Regions from separate parts of the Mus musculus genome. Here regions 1 and 3 are each linked to region 2. A link is a contact called in public Hi-C and HiChIP or PLAC-seq data. All regions are on one chromosome and are shown on one strand. The core of a region is the stretch at or near the end of the contact, and the rest is flanking DNA. Distances in the headings are between cores, read along the strand shown.

Region 1 (4,586 bases), core at 1,950-4,449, 220 kb before region 2:
CTCTCTACCTCCCTCATTCTTTAATTGAAAAAAAAAAAGCCTTGTCTTTTTGGTTAAATGCTATTGACAGAATACGTTTTAGATTCTTTTTTTCTGAATGTTTTTTTTGCTCATCAAGTTTCTCGTTAGCCAATTCCATGTGCTATGATTTTGCTGATCTTCAACCACCTCAGGGTTTGAGAATAACTGGTTGAAGGATGGTTCTTGCAGAGATGAACAGGGCTATTTAAACAGAAGGTGTCTCCCTATTTCCCCTGGCTCTAGATCCTTGGCTTCTTCTCCTACTGGGTCACCCAAACTCCTTTGATTGCCTTGGTTTTGGTCAGGGTTGGGTATGGGTTTGCTTTTCTCTTCCTGTCTCCTTAATGGGTAGATGATAAACTATCTTACACTAAGGTAGGCACAAGGGAGGCCAGATTCAAACAGCCTCCTCCTGGGGGCCTTTGGATTTTAGTGGAGTATAAAAGCTTAATTCAAACCAATGAATTGTGATGATGGAGTTTCAAGTCCTTCCACAAGGCAGTGGGGAAAACAGATTTGTTTCCAAATAAGAGGCTTTCTTCTGAAATAAAGCCATACCCTTCAAGCAGTCTGCTAGAGCAGAGGCTTGGGCAGTAAATGTCTTCTAGACCAAAAGTCTCTATATGAAGAATTCCTGACTTTTCTCTGCCCTTTTCCAACATAGGAGTCATCAGGCAAGCCCATTCTTATTCCCTGGGCAACAAAGTTACTCAGTGGTCATTTTAGAGGACCAAACAGTGTCTAGGTCAGTTTTCTGAAGTGTGCCCCCATTGCTCCAGATGAAAATGGATATTCCTGCCCACTTCTGAATTCCTAAAGAGTGGGATAGTACCCAGTGCTACAGAAGACAAGCAAATACACATCTGGATACAGGATGCATTAAGTATGGCCCAGATCCAGTGGAACACCTCTGCATGGACTACACATGAGAAAATGCAGCTGCAGAAAGCTGACAAAGCTTTGAAAACGGTATCTTCGTCTGCAAGTCACAGGGGAGACCGTTCAGTTCCCTGAGAAAAGAAGTAATCTGGGCCCACAAGAAAGGAAAACACTCTGGAGAAAGGCCCAGGAAGACAGGTGGACACCCACAAATTCTGTCTTGCCTCTGACACCCTTTTCTTAAATAAGCCCACATTTTCCCACACACATATTAACAACCTAATGTGGTGGTCCTTGCCTGCAATCCCAGCATTTAGGAGGCTGATGCTGGAAGATCTCATGCTTCAGGCCAGTTTGGGTATATAGAATCATGACCCTGTCTCAAAAAAGGAAAAAAAGAAAACAAGAAAAAAGAAAATCAGGAGGAAAAAAAAATCTGTGGAATATTTTTTCTTTTGATGGAAAAAAAAATACAGATGGGATCTGGGACAAAGCCACCCCATCTTTTGTTCCCTTGGACACTAAATGGAATAAATAGTTCCCTGCATCACAGAGGAGAATTTTAAGTGCTTTGTTTCTGTGGAAGTGGGACAGGCATCCTGGCAACATCTGTCAAACTTCCCAAGTGCTTTATTGTGTTTGCAGCTGGCCAGACAGGCAGCATCCTTCCTGTAAGCCCATGGCTTGGAAAGTGAGACCTCCCTGCTTCTGTACTGTCACCTTGGAAACTCACTCACCAGGGGGCTTCTCTGGTAGACACCATCCAGGACCGACTGAGACAGAATTCAGGGGCACTCTGCCATCTATGTGCTTGTTCTCCAGATGCCTCAGACTAAACTAAGGTCTGAGAGCCTTCTAGCTGTGATTGGCCCAGAACTCATAGGCAACCTAAGAAACCAAAAATGAGCAAGAAAGTCCCAGCTCTTTGCTGATAGCCCCACTGTAGCCAGGTCCAGAAACTGACTCTGAGCTTTTCCTCGATCCTCCCCGCCCCACCTCCCACCCCCCACCGCGCCTGGCATTACTTGGACCACAGTAGTGACAACTCCTCAGGGAAAGGGTTGTGTTCCTTGGCTTCCAATCTATTAATAGTTCCCATCCACACACATCCACATCAGTGCCAAAGGGACAAACTTTTCAACATGGGTTAACTATCTCAGGACACCAGCCCTTGGCTCACAAGCAGTCTTCTCAGCAGCAGGACAGCCAAGCACTTCCTGGAACTACAGGGCAAGCCCGAGTTGCTTGCCCTGTCCACGAGTCTCATGTCACCTGCCAGTGGCTCCAGAACCCAGGTCTACTAACATCCAGTCTCACCTTGCCTCCCCAAAACCTAGGATGTGTCCTGATTTTCAAAAAAAAAAAAAAGCTGTTTGCGCACTTCAAGGGCCTCACCTCCTTTCATTTGGGGCTTGGGTACGATTGTACTGGCCTAATTAATTCATTTTCTCCTCGTCCAAGTGGAAGCCAGAGCTCAGGGATGCAAATCAAATACAAACCCGCTCTGGGCGCCAATACTCCAGACAATTAAAACAAAGAGCGCGGAGGCAGCAGCGGCCACACCGCACAAAACCCTGGGGAAACATCCAGAACGAGTCGCCAATCAGGCGGCAGGGTGGGGCACAGCCTGGGCTCTAAACCTGCAAGCAGGAAAGCAGCCCCAAGCCCTGCAGGTGACAGGTGGAGGTTAGCAGGGGTCAAAATCCATCCCTAAGGATTAGAAGCCAAGCGGCTGCGTGGCTCAACTCCAAGAAAGCACTCTCGGCCCCCGCCCTGCCGGAATGGCGCCCGGGCCACCACTACCCCTCCACCCCCAAGCCACCAAACAAACCTCACTGTCTAGTGCTGGGGCGCGAAGTGGGAATGAGAGGCAAGCAGCAGGGTGGGCACCCGCTAGAGATGCGGGAGAGAGAGATGGAGAAGGGAGGGAGTTGGGGAGAAAGGACGTGGAGGAAACGGAGAAAGTGGGTAGTAGAAGGGGTGGGGGGGGGGGATCGCGGACTGCAAGGGCGCGGAAGGGGCGGAGGAGGAAGCAAGAGAAAGGGATGGGGGGGGCGACCGAGAGCCCCGCGGACCCGGGGGCGAACAGCGGCCGGGGTGGGGGGCGGGACCACGAGGTCCCCACCTGTGTGGGCGCCTACGGCCAGGAGGGGTGGACGTCGTGGGTTCGGAGGGAACGACCAGGGAGGCGGGCTGGGCAGGGAGGCCGAGGGAGGGAGGGGACGGGACTGCGAGCGGGGAGGAGCCGGCGCTCGGTTGGGGCTGCGGGGGCGGCGGCGGGAGCGGCGGTGGCGGCGGTGGCGGCGGCGGGTCCGGTGGCAGCGGCAGGTGGCCCCGCGCGCGGCGGGCCGCCGGCCGGGGGCGGGAGGGAAGGTGGCGCCTCGGGCGGGGGCCGGTCCCTGCACCAGGTGACCTGTTCCGGCCGGGATCCGGGCGGCCTCGCCATGCAGTGGCGCGGCGCGGGGCTTTGGTGGCCACGGCGGCGACAGCAGCAGCAGCAGCAGCAGCCCCCGCCGCCCGCTTTCGGTCCCCCGGCCGCAGCCATGGTCCCCCCGAGCCGCGGTGTCTCCCCGGGCCTCGGCGGCCGCCCTACCAGCGCATTGCTCTTTCTCTGCTACCTGGTGAGCGCCGGACCCTATTAGGGTCCTTCCTTCTGCGCGGGCCCTGGGGACGGGGTGGGGGTGGCCTGGGACCCCAACCGCAGGAGGTGGGGACGTCGCCGCGAGTTTGTCTCTTTTCCTTGCCACTGCGTCCCGGGCGCTCCCAGCCCTTGGGATGAGTACCCGGGTGCGTGGACCGGACTTGCGGGCTACTCTCGCTGGAGTCATTCCTCTTCCTCATCGCCTTGCTGGAGACCAGGGCTAGGTTCCCCTAGAGTACCCTTCTTGTCCCCAGCGACGTTGGACCCTCCCTACCCTGCATTTGCTTCCCGCCCCTTGGATCGTGGCTCCCCAGCCCTGTCCCCACCTGTCCTAGGCTTTTCATTCACCTTCTTGAAGCTCCTTTGCTCCGTGTGCCCAACTTCTCCTTTTTCCTGCCCCCACCCCCCACCCCGACCCTCCTTTGAGTTTGCATCGGGTTCTTTCCGTCCAGACGGTTCTGTGCCACCGCACATCGCATTTCCAGAGGCTCTTTCTCAACTCCTTGGTCACTCCAGCCAAGTTGCGGGTGCCAGAATGAAATCTACTTCTTTGTACCACGCTTACCGCCAGAGTGGTGACTTTAGTTGCGTCTTGAACGCTGTCGTTTCAGAGCTGCGTTTGGCTTATGCACAGTTTGCAATTTGCACACTTCTTGCCTTCTGTTAGACTTACAAACTAGATGGCAGTCACCTATTTTAAATACCAGAGAAAATGAGACCCTCAGAGTAAGGTGAGGAGCTATTTCCCAGTTCTTTGGCTGACTTGCTCTCTCCCATTTGTTCCTGAGTTCTGAGCAATAGTAAATTTACAGAAGGCTACACCCTTGCTGCCCAGCCTACCTTATGTTCCAGGATCCTGCGGAAAGCTTAGGTTATCTCGCCGAATATTACTGTAAATAAATGAAAAGGAAAATGCTGAATCATGAAACTGATGTAATAGGAAATTCACAGAATGCTTAAAAAACGAGCAATGTCATTGTCCAGAACCCCGTTCATGTGCACTGACGGTGTTTGGATTCTGGTCGTCTTCTAAGCTCACCTGCTA
Region 2 (4,147 bases), core at 124-2,623:
GTGTAGAAAACTGGACAATTAATTCCTCCTTCCTAGAGGTGTGGTGTTGGCTTGGAGTAGCTACCTTCAGAGTTGCATTCTGCATTGTAAAGGGTTTCCATAGTGCCTAGCACATTCTGTAATTCCTCTGTGAGACTGCATTTCAAGGTCGTATTGAAAGGCACATATACAAATCTGGTTTTCAATTCGAACAGCGCCCCATGGTTCATCTGCTCCCATATTGCTTTGCTTGTGTTCATTTGTTAATTGTTACGAATCAAACTCAGGCCAGGTGGTGGTGGTGGTGCTTGGGGGAGCAGAAGCAGGTGGATCTCTGAGTTTGAGGCTAGCCTGATCTACAGAGCTAGTCCCCAGGGTAGCCAGGGCTATGCACAGAAACCCTACCTTTAAAAAACAAAACAAAACAAACAAACAAACAAACAAAAACCAAATCAAACAAAAGAGTCAAACTCAGGGCTTCATGCCTCATTGGTAAGGGCTGGCCCTGCCAATAAGCTATATTCCAACTTCAAATTTCTATTCTCTGTTACTCCCAGATGTGACCTCAAATCGAAGTGTGTTTGGTTTTTTTTTTTTTGTTTGGTTGTTTGGTTGGTTTTTTTGTTTTGTTTTGTTTTGTTTTGTTTTGTTTTGTTTTTTTTGAGACAGGGTTTCTCTGTGTAGCCCTGGCTGTCCTAGAACTCACTTTGTAGACCAGGCTGGCCTCGAACTCAGAGATCCGCCTGCCTCTGCCTCCCAAGTGCTGGGATTAAAGGTGTGTGCCACCACTGCCCGGCAGTGTGTTTGTTTATAAACATCAAACCTACCTTGAAGTCACAGGACAAACTTCAGAAGCTGGCTTATGCCATCTGTCTTGTAGAGGCAGTGTCTCTGGTGGCGTTTCTACCACTGTGCAGTGCACACCAGAGTAACTAGCTTTCAGCCTGTTCTGTCTATATACTCCACGTCTACCCATAGGCTAGATCAGAGATGTGTGCTCCTCCGTGCCTGACTGTCCTCAAACTCATGGCAGTTCTCCAGCTGCAACCTAGGAGTGCTCAGTGCATAGGCATGAGACACCAGACTTGGCTCCCAAGAATTACCGTCTTATCTAAAAGTGGGAAACAGACCCCTAGGGTCACCGTGGGCTCCACTGTCTCCCATAGCACACTGCCACGGGAATGACAAATGCTATGCTCAGAAACCACACGCATGGGCGTCTTGCTAAACTCTTGGTTTATCTTTAAACTTAAACCAATACTAGCATTGATTTGCCTGAAACTGGACCTGCTATCAGAGCAGGGAGCCCTGATCTCTGGATAATCATTAAAACTCAGGCCCAGACAAGTTAGAGAGCAGGCCAGGAAAACAGGAGCAGGAAGAATTGGGAGCAGATTTTATAAAGAATGGAGGACCAAAAGCAAAGCTGCCCTCCATCCCGGAAGAGTCCGAAGGACCTTCTACAAAATGAGGTACAGAGAGGCTTCAGCAGAAAAAAGCAGTGCACTCTGATCCTCCTGACTGCTGGGGGCGGGGGGGAGGGTCTCAGGTCTCTGTGATATTGGTTACAAGAGGAGGAATATTGGGTTTTCCCCCAGCTCTTAAACACTTTTAATTATGTTTTTTAATTATTGGAGAGAGAGGCGTCCACATACCCCTGTGTGTGTGTGTTGGTTGGAGGTAATTTTTGGGTGTCGATTCCTTCTACTATGTGGGCTCTGGGGATGGGACTAAGGTTTTGATGGCAGGTACCTTTACCACTGAGAAACATCACTAGTCTTGTTTATTTGTGTGCCCATGTCTCTATGTGTGTGTGTGTGTGTGTGAGTGTGTATGTGTGTGTATGTCTGTCTATGTGTGCACAAGTATGCATGTTTGAATGTCAGTGTGTGTGTGCATGTGTGAGTGAAGTGTGTATGTGTGTCCATGTGCTCACATATATAAATGTGTGTGTCTGTGTGCACTCATGTATGTGTGTGTAAATATGTGTGTGTCCATGTACACATGTGTGTAAGTATGTGTGAGTGTGTATGTGTGCCCATGTGTGCCCATGTGTATGTTTGAATGTCAGTGTGTATGTGTGTGAGTGTGTGTATGTGTGAGTGTGTGTGTGAGTGTGTATGTATGTGTGTATATGTGTGTGTGAGTGTGTGTATGTGTGTGAGTGAGTGTGTGTGTATGTGTGTGAGTGTGTGTGTGAGTGAGTGAGTGTGTATGTGTGTGAGTGAGTGTGTGTGTGAGTGAGTGTGTGTGTATGTGTGTGAGTGAGTGTGTGGTGTGAGTGAGTGTGTGTATGTGTGTGAGTGAGTGTGTGTGTGAGTGTGTGTGTGAGTGAGTGTGTGTGTGTGAGTGAGTGTGTGAGTGTGTGTGTGTGTGTGTGTGTGTGTGTGTGTGTGTGTGTGTGAGTGTGTGTGTGTGTGTGTAGTTCAGACTTGCTGCAGTTGGTTTTCCTGGTCACTGTTGGTTTCGGGATGGCATTGAGGTCATTAGGCTTGTGCAACCCTTTGACCTACTAAGCCATCTCACCAACCCAAAGTCCACACATTTTTGACTAGAACATTATTCTCAGCTTTTTCCTGATTTCAAGTGAGATTTCTTTGCCTCCTTTTAAATTCAAACTCTCTCACTGCCTGATTAACCAGGGGAGGCGCTGACCTCTTGCCCATTTCCCAACTCCATGGAAGTCTTTGCCTTTTCCTCTGGGAATCTAAACAGCAGTAAACCAAGATAAGGAAGGGCTCCTCGTCTGGGTAAATCTGGAATTTTCTGATAAGCCGGAGGTGTGCAAATGAGGAAATTGGAATTCAAAGGAATCTGGTGACTGCTCCGTGCCTGAGAGCTTGGAAGGCCGCAGCCTCTCTGTCCTTTCTGTCTCTTTCCTTCCAGAGAAGTACTTCCTGCTTCCTGTGTGCAATTCACCAACACACACCTCACCCTTCTTTTGACAGGGACTCACGTGGCCTCAGACTCGCTCTCTAGCCAAGGGTAACCTCTAACTTGCTGAGCCTCTAGGAAGACCACAGCAGATACCCAAGCTCTCTGCAAAAGCTCCTCAAATTCCAATCTCTTCTGGACCCTTCAAGTGCTGGGATTGCAGGTGAAGCCCATGTTTGTGTATGTGAGTGAATAGCACATATGTGCAGGTATCCTGGAAGCCAGAGAGGGTTGAGGACTTGGAACTAGAGTGATAAATAGTTGTGAGCCATTTGGAGTGGGTACTAGAAACCAAAATCCGATCCTCCCCCGGAAAAGCAAGTGTTCTGAAGCCATCTCCCAAGTTCTCATCACCATAAACTCAAAGAAGCACACACAGCTGGGCCTGTCTTTATTTATCCCTGTGTTCCAGAGGCGTGAGAGTTCGAGTGAACTTTCATTCCTACAGCTAGTCAACAGCAGCAGTGTGTACCCAGTCTTCCTGCCTCCAATACCCCTGCCCGCCTAGCCACCATACGCTACCATCCTTCCTTTCTTTTTTTTTTTGTTTTTTGTTTTTTGTTTTTTGTTTTTTGTTTTTTGTTTTTTTGAGACAGGGTTTCTCTGTATAGCCCTGGCTGTCCTGGAACTCACTTTGTAGACCAGGCTGGCCTCGAACTCAGAAATCCGCCTGCCTCCGCCTCCCGAGTGCTGGGATTAAAGGTGTGCGCCACCACGCCCGGCCCATCCTTCCTTTCTTAACAGTAGGGAGTCACTTTACAGCCAGTCATAGTGTCTCACATCTGTAATCCCAGCACCCAGAAAGCGGAGGCAGGAAGAGTACCATGAGTTCAAGGATATACCAGGACAATAGAGTGAGTTATAGGTCCATCCAGACCACAAGATGAGACCCTGTTTCAATGTCTTGCTACATCTCCCAGGTTGATCTTTAGCATCCTCTCAGCTGCTCACTGCTGTGCTTAGCACCATACCCGCCACAGTGAATTGGCAGATTCTACACCTACCGGTAACCGTAACGGCCATGAGGAGTAAGAGAATGCCCGGCTAAGATGGTGATTAACTGGAATGTCGGTAGACCTTCAGAACCCAGATCCATGTGTGCCATGGCTATCAAACTGTGGAGTGACACACAATAATCCCAGCACTCTGGAAGTAGAGAAAGAAGGGTCCTGAATTCTTGGCCAGCTTGGATTAAATAGCAGGAGCCTACCTCCAAATAACAACTAAACTAGAA
Region 3 (4,175 bases), core at 531-3,030, 200 kb before region 2:
ATTTGACTCTAATTGTAGAGCCACTAGAAATGAGAGAAATGGTAGAGGAAGTCCTTTGTGCCATAGTCCAGCTTTTCCCACTGGTACTGCATTCTGTAATCACACCACAGTATTAAAACTAGGGAACCAACACCACTGAATACTGTTATCTGTAGACTAGAATCAGGTTTCATAGTATCTGCATTTGCTTGGTGTGTGTGTGTGTGAGTGCATGCACACACACATACACACACACACACACGGATTGTGGGAAGAGCTGGGTAATTAGATGTCTGGAATACAGGAACTATGCATAAATGGGTGAGCCACCCTCCTCCAGGCAGAGCCCATGCTAACTCCTATCTGAGCGCCTTCCACAGGGAACCCCCAATTTGTCAAACAGAAGGGAGCAGGGCAGGGCTCAAACAGCCACAGTTTTGCTTTGCCTCTGACTTCACCAGGCTTCATGATTCCATTTCATGTTCCGAAAATGTATGTCTTTCTCATTGAAAAATGACCAAATTGCAAACGGGGTGTCTTAAAATGACGTTCTCAGGGTGCCTTGCAAATGGGGGTGGGGTGCCTTCTCTTCCTTCTGCTGTTCCTTGCCCTGTTTGCAAGGGCCAGGAATGGCACAGTGGGAATTTTCTACCCGCCTTCTTGAGAACATTACTTTTGGCGTGAGAACCAACCTAATCAAATCATTGCACACAGGAAAACCTTTCTTAGGAGTTAAAAAATCACTGAAAATGGAGGTGGGAGTCTTTGGCACTCTCAAACCAGCCCTGCACCTGCAACTATGATTTGTTTATCAAAATGAGCCCATTTTCCCTCTCTCCTTAAAAGAGAAGTCACCTGAGCCGAGTGTGGCAGGCTGTAAGACGTGCTCTGACTTTTGTTCTGGATGGGGCTGTGGGCTAACGGGGCTAGAGGGAAGCCTGGTTCTTAACAGAGCCCTTTTTACTTCCTTTGCTTCCTGGCAACAGCTAGCTGAGAGATCAGGAGAGCCCAGATGAGCTTCAGGGGCACCTGCAGGTCTGGACCCCTCTGTAAAATGCATCCCCATTGAGATAGGGCTTGGAAAATGCTCTCTGAGCCAAGCATCTCATATCCTATATGGTCCTGCCTCTGTGCCCCGATCCAGCTTCATCTTTTTTGTTGTTTATGAAAAGGCACAAACTCTCCCTGTGCCTAGATTTTCCAGGAGAATGGTTGAAGTCCTCTCTACCACCAGCTTAGCTTGTGTTCCAGGATAGGACTGAATATCTCAAGAAAGGCCCAGGCTGGACCACTGGTTTGACTTTTGGAGGACAACTGGCAAGTCTGCATCCATCCCTGCTGAACAAGCCCGACCCAGATCCAAAATCAACATCTTTCAGATACCTTGAACCAAGACTCTTACACATGCCCTTCTGCATACCTGTCCCTGTTGTGTTCTCGCCACGGAGCCATAGGCGGCTGGGCAAGCAACGCCTGTGGCTCCTCCACCTGATTGTTGTCTGTTTCCTTGGGGGAGGGGATGGGCCTTATCCCTTAAGTCCAATGTGTGTCTGACTCATTCCTGAACTCACTGAAAACACGGGGTGGGGTGGGGCTGGAGTTAACATTCAACCCGGGCCATCCTCAGAACCTCTTCCTTGTCACACCCTCAGGAAAGAGTCTGCCAGTGCTGTTGGCTACAGCTGAAACTGTCTATGCCATCTGTTCAATCTCTCCTTGCCACGTGGACTGCTGGCATCCTTGTCTAAGTCACCACCCTCCTGGACTTTGACCTCAGCCTCGTGGCTCTCCAGCGTCAGCCTTGCCTCCTCTCTCTCCTGGAAGGCTGTGCAGTGCAGCCTGGTCACCTCTGTCCCCCTTTGAACCTCCCTATTCTGCTACTTGGGAGTCAAACCATGCTGTCATGCAGCTCTTGCTGGCTCCACCTCCTGGCCACATGAGTCTGCTTGCTTCTACCTAAACAGGCCACATTCAGTCCCACTTGGGGACATTTGAGGACATGTGGGTAACTGTTGCCACCTAGAATGCTCATCTCCTAATCTCTGTTCAGGTTGCATCTTTACCTCCTTCATCCCAGCACTCAAATGCCTGCTTCTGTGACCATCTGGTCTGAGATAGTGACCTTGCCTGGCATTATCTTTTTGGTCTCCTCTGTAGGCAATAACTACTGGACACTGTAATTATTTTTTGTTATTGTTGTTGTTCAGAAAGTTCTTTCCTTTTTAAAAAAAATTAGATATTTTCTTTATTTACATTTCATTACATTACATTGTTATCCCCTTTCCTGGTTTCCCCTCTGAAACATCCCTATCCCATCTCTCCCCTCCCCCCAACCCACCTACTCCCACTTACCTGTCCTGGCATTCCCCTACACTGGGGCATCGAGCCTTCACAGGACTAAGGACCTCTCCTCCCATTAATGTCCAACAAGGTCATCCTCTAATACTTATGTGTCTGGAGCCACGGGGTCCCTCCATGTGTACTCTTTGGTTGGTGGTTTAGTCCCTGGGAGCTCTGGAGGTACTGGTTGGTTGATGTTATTCTTCCTATGGGGCTAAAGCTCCTTCATCTCCTTCAGTCCTTTCTCTAGTTCCTCCACTGGGGACCCTGTGCTCAGTCCAGTAGTTGGCTGAGAGCATCCACCTCTGTATTTTGAACACTGTAATTAAATACCTATATTTTCTGGTTTCCTGTAGAACATTATAATGCAAGCTCCTTGAGCCGTAGCTTCCCAAATGGCCTATCACACTGACTGAGGCTGCAGGGTCCCAGTTACTTCTCTTGCAAACACACATGGCTCAGCTCTGCCTTAGTGGGTTGAGTCTGACACTCCCACTTTTGGGTCTTCCTGATTTAGTTCCTCTGACCTAGGATGCTTATTGTCCTACACTGTCCCAACAAGTGTCACCAGCTCCATCAGCATGTGGCCTTCCCTCCTTCCATGTGTCCCTGCTGAAATCCTCCCTAAACTTTGACTGTTAGTCCAAATTGCTACCTCCCCTTGTCCCATCCACAAATGTATGTGTGTTCATGAGCGGTTTATTTCCACAATCAGAAATTGCCTATTGGACCTCTAGCTGGTGTACACAGTCTCTCTTGGGATGTGTATTGTGTTCAAAGATTGACTGAGCCTCTACCGACCAGTTTCTTCCCCAAATCTGGGAACTTACGGGTAGAAAGCTAGTCCCTCTCTTTAAGGTGGTTGTGTAGGAGACAAACACAGCTATGGCACAGTCACAGCCACTCTCTATTTCCAAGTCCTAGTCATGTGCCAGACATCGTGGGAAGAGCCTAGCTTCTCTACCCAACACTCTGCCTTCTAAACTTGCTGATGGGGAAGTAGACTTGGGGAAGTAGAATGATCTGTTTCAGGTCACACAACTACTAACCACAGAGCTGGTATTTAAGGCTGGATCATTTGCCTCCCAAACATCATATTTAACCATTGGGTTAGACAGGTGCCTAGGGCTGTAAAGCTAGCTATTAATTATTTATTTATTTCATGCCATTCACCTTAGACTTAAGCTGCTATGTGCTTATCAGGTGCTTCAGTGGGGTTTGTCACAGAGGAGGTGACATTTGGACAGAGACCTGATGGCTAAGCAAAGCTCTCATAGTCAGAAGAATGGAGATCAAGATATCAGAAAGGCAGAAAGGACAGAGGGAGTTATAGCGCTGAATGGGGGAAGGGGTTGCATGACACAGCCACATCCCTCTATGTGCAATTTGGCAGGCAGGCTGTGTGTTGCCTTCCTGCAGGAGGAAGTTAAGAGGGCTCTGAGACCCAGCCTGTACACATGAAGGGTCATGTCAACTGACTGCCAGCATCCACTATGAGATGAAGATGCAGACCAGTAGTGTGCTTGCTATGTGTCTGAAGCACTTACTTGCATTTGAAGGCAGAATGCCAGGCGTGGGTGAGGTTATTCAGGACCACACTGTGAAGATTTCCAAGCACCACATTAACAGTAGTGACCGTTCTGCCCTTGTGCCTCCGTTCACGACAGGTGTCTGATGAGAAACTCTTGGAGCATCATGGACGATATTTAAAATTACAGTTATTTATTAATTTGGGGTTGGGGAGGACACATGCACATGCCAAGTTGTGTGTGTGTATATAGAGGTCAGAGGAAAACCTGAAGGGGGATTGACTCCCTTCTTCACCATGTGGGTGCCAAGGTTCAATCTCTTGGCTG

The links. Hi-C and Micro-C count contacts between places; a contact is called where the count stands out from the background. HiChIP or PLAC-seq counts read pairs in DNA pulled down with a chosen protein or histone mark.
Region 1: a contact with region 2 is called in an H3K4me3 HiChIP or PLAC-seq map of stem cell-derived neural progenitor cells, with 40 read pairs. The contact joins the promoter of Sel1l3 here to the promoter of 5033403H07Rik in region 2. A contact is called at or near these places in 2 of 39 promoter capture datasets (both in liver), 2 of 484 Hi-C or Micro-C datasets (cerebellar granule neurons and liver) and 5 of 115 datasets of contacts at active chromatin or transcription factors (bone marrow-derived macrophages, embryonic stem cells, hepatocytes and 1 more).
Region 3: a contact with region 2 is called in a Hi-C map of liver, with 2.9 times the contacts expected there. The contact joins the enhancer-like site here to the promoter of 5033403H07Rik in region 2. A contact is called at or near these places in 3 of 484 Hi-C or Micro-C datasets (cerebellar granule neurons, embryonic stem cells and liver) and 1 of 115 datasets of contacts at active chromatin or transcription factors (hepatocytes).

Annotation. Positions count from the first base shown.
Region 1 is chr5:53,212,065-53,216,650 of GRCm38.p6, reverse strand. Sel1l3 (sel-1 suppressor of lin-12-like 3 (C. elegans)) reads left to right here and starts at 3,199. Exons shown (of 24, transcript NM_172710.3): 1 at 3,199-3,521. The coding sequence starts at 3,345.
Region 2 is chr5:52,989,518-52,993,664 of GRCm38.p6, reverse strand. It overlaps 5033403H07Rik (RIKEN cDNA 5033403H07 gene), which reads left to right and starts at 1,373. Exons shown (of 3, transcript NR_040413.1): 1 at 1,373-1,451; 2 at 2,928-3,076. All of the region lies in intron 2 of Gm30301 (a long non-coding RNA gene), which reads right to left.
Region 3 is chr5:53,194,171-53,198,345 of GRCm38.p6, reverse strand. The region is part of intron 2 of Sel1l3 (sel-1 suppressor of lin-12-like 3 (C. elegans)); the gene reads left to right. Among named protein-coding and RNA genes, the nearest start is that of Sel1l3, 17 kb to the left of the region's middle. Within about 2 kb of position 1,780, at least 77 of the 459 cell types and tissues checked have an H3K27ac peak or open chromatin away from gene starts, as enhancers often do. A contact at or near this core is called in hepatocytes and liver, where this site is marked.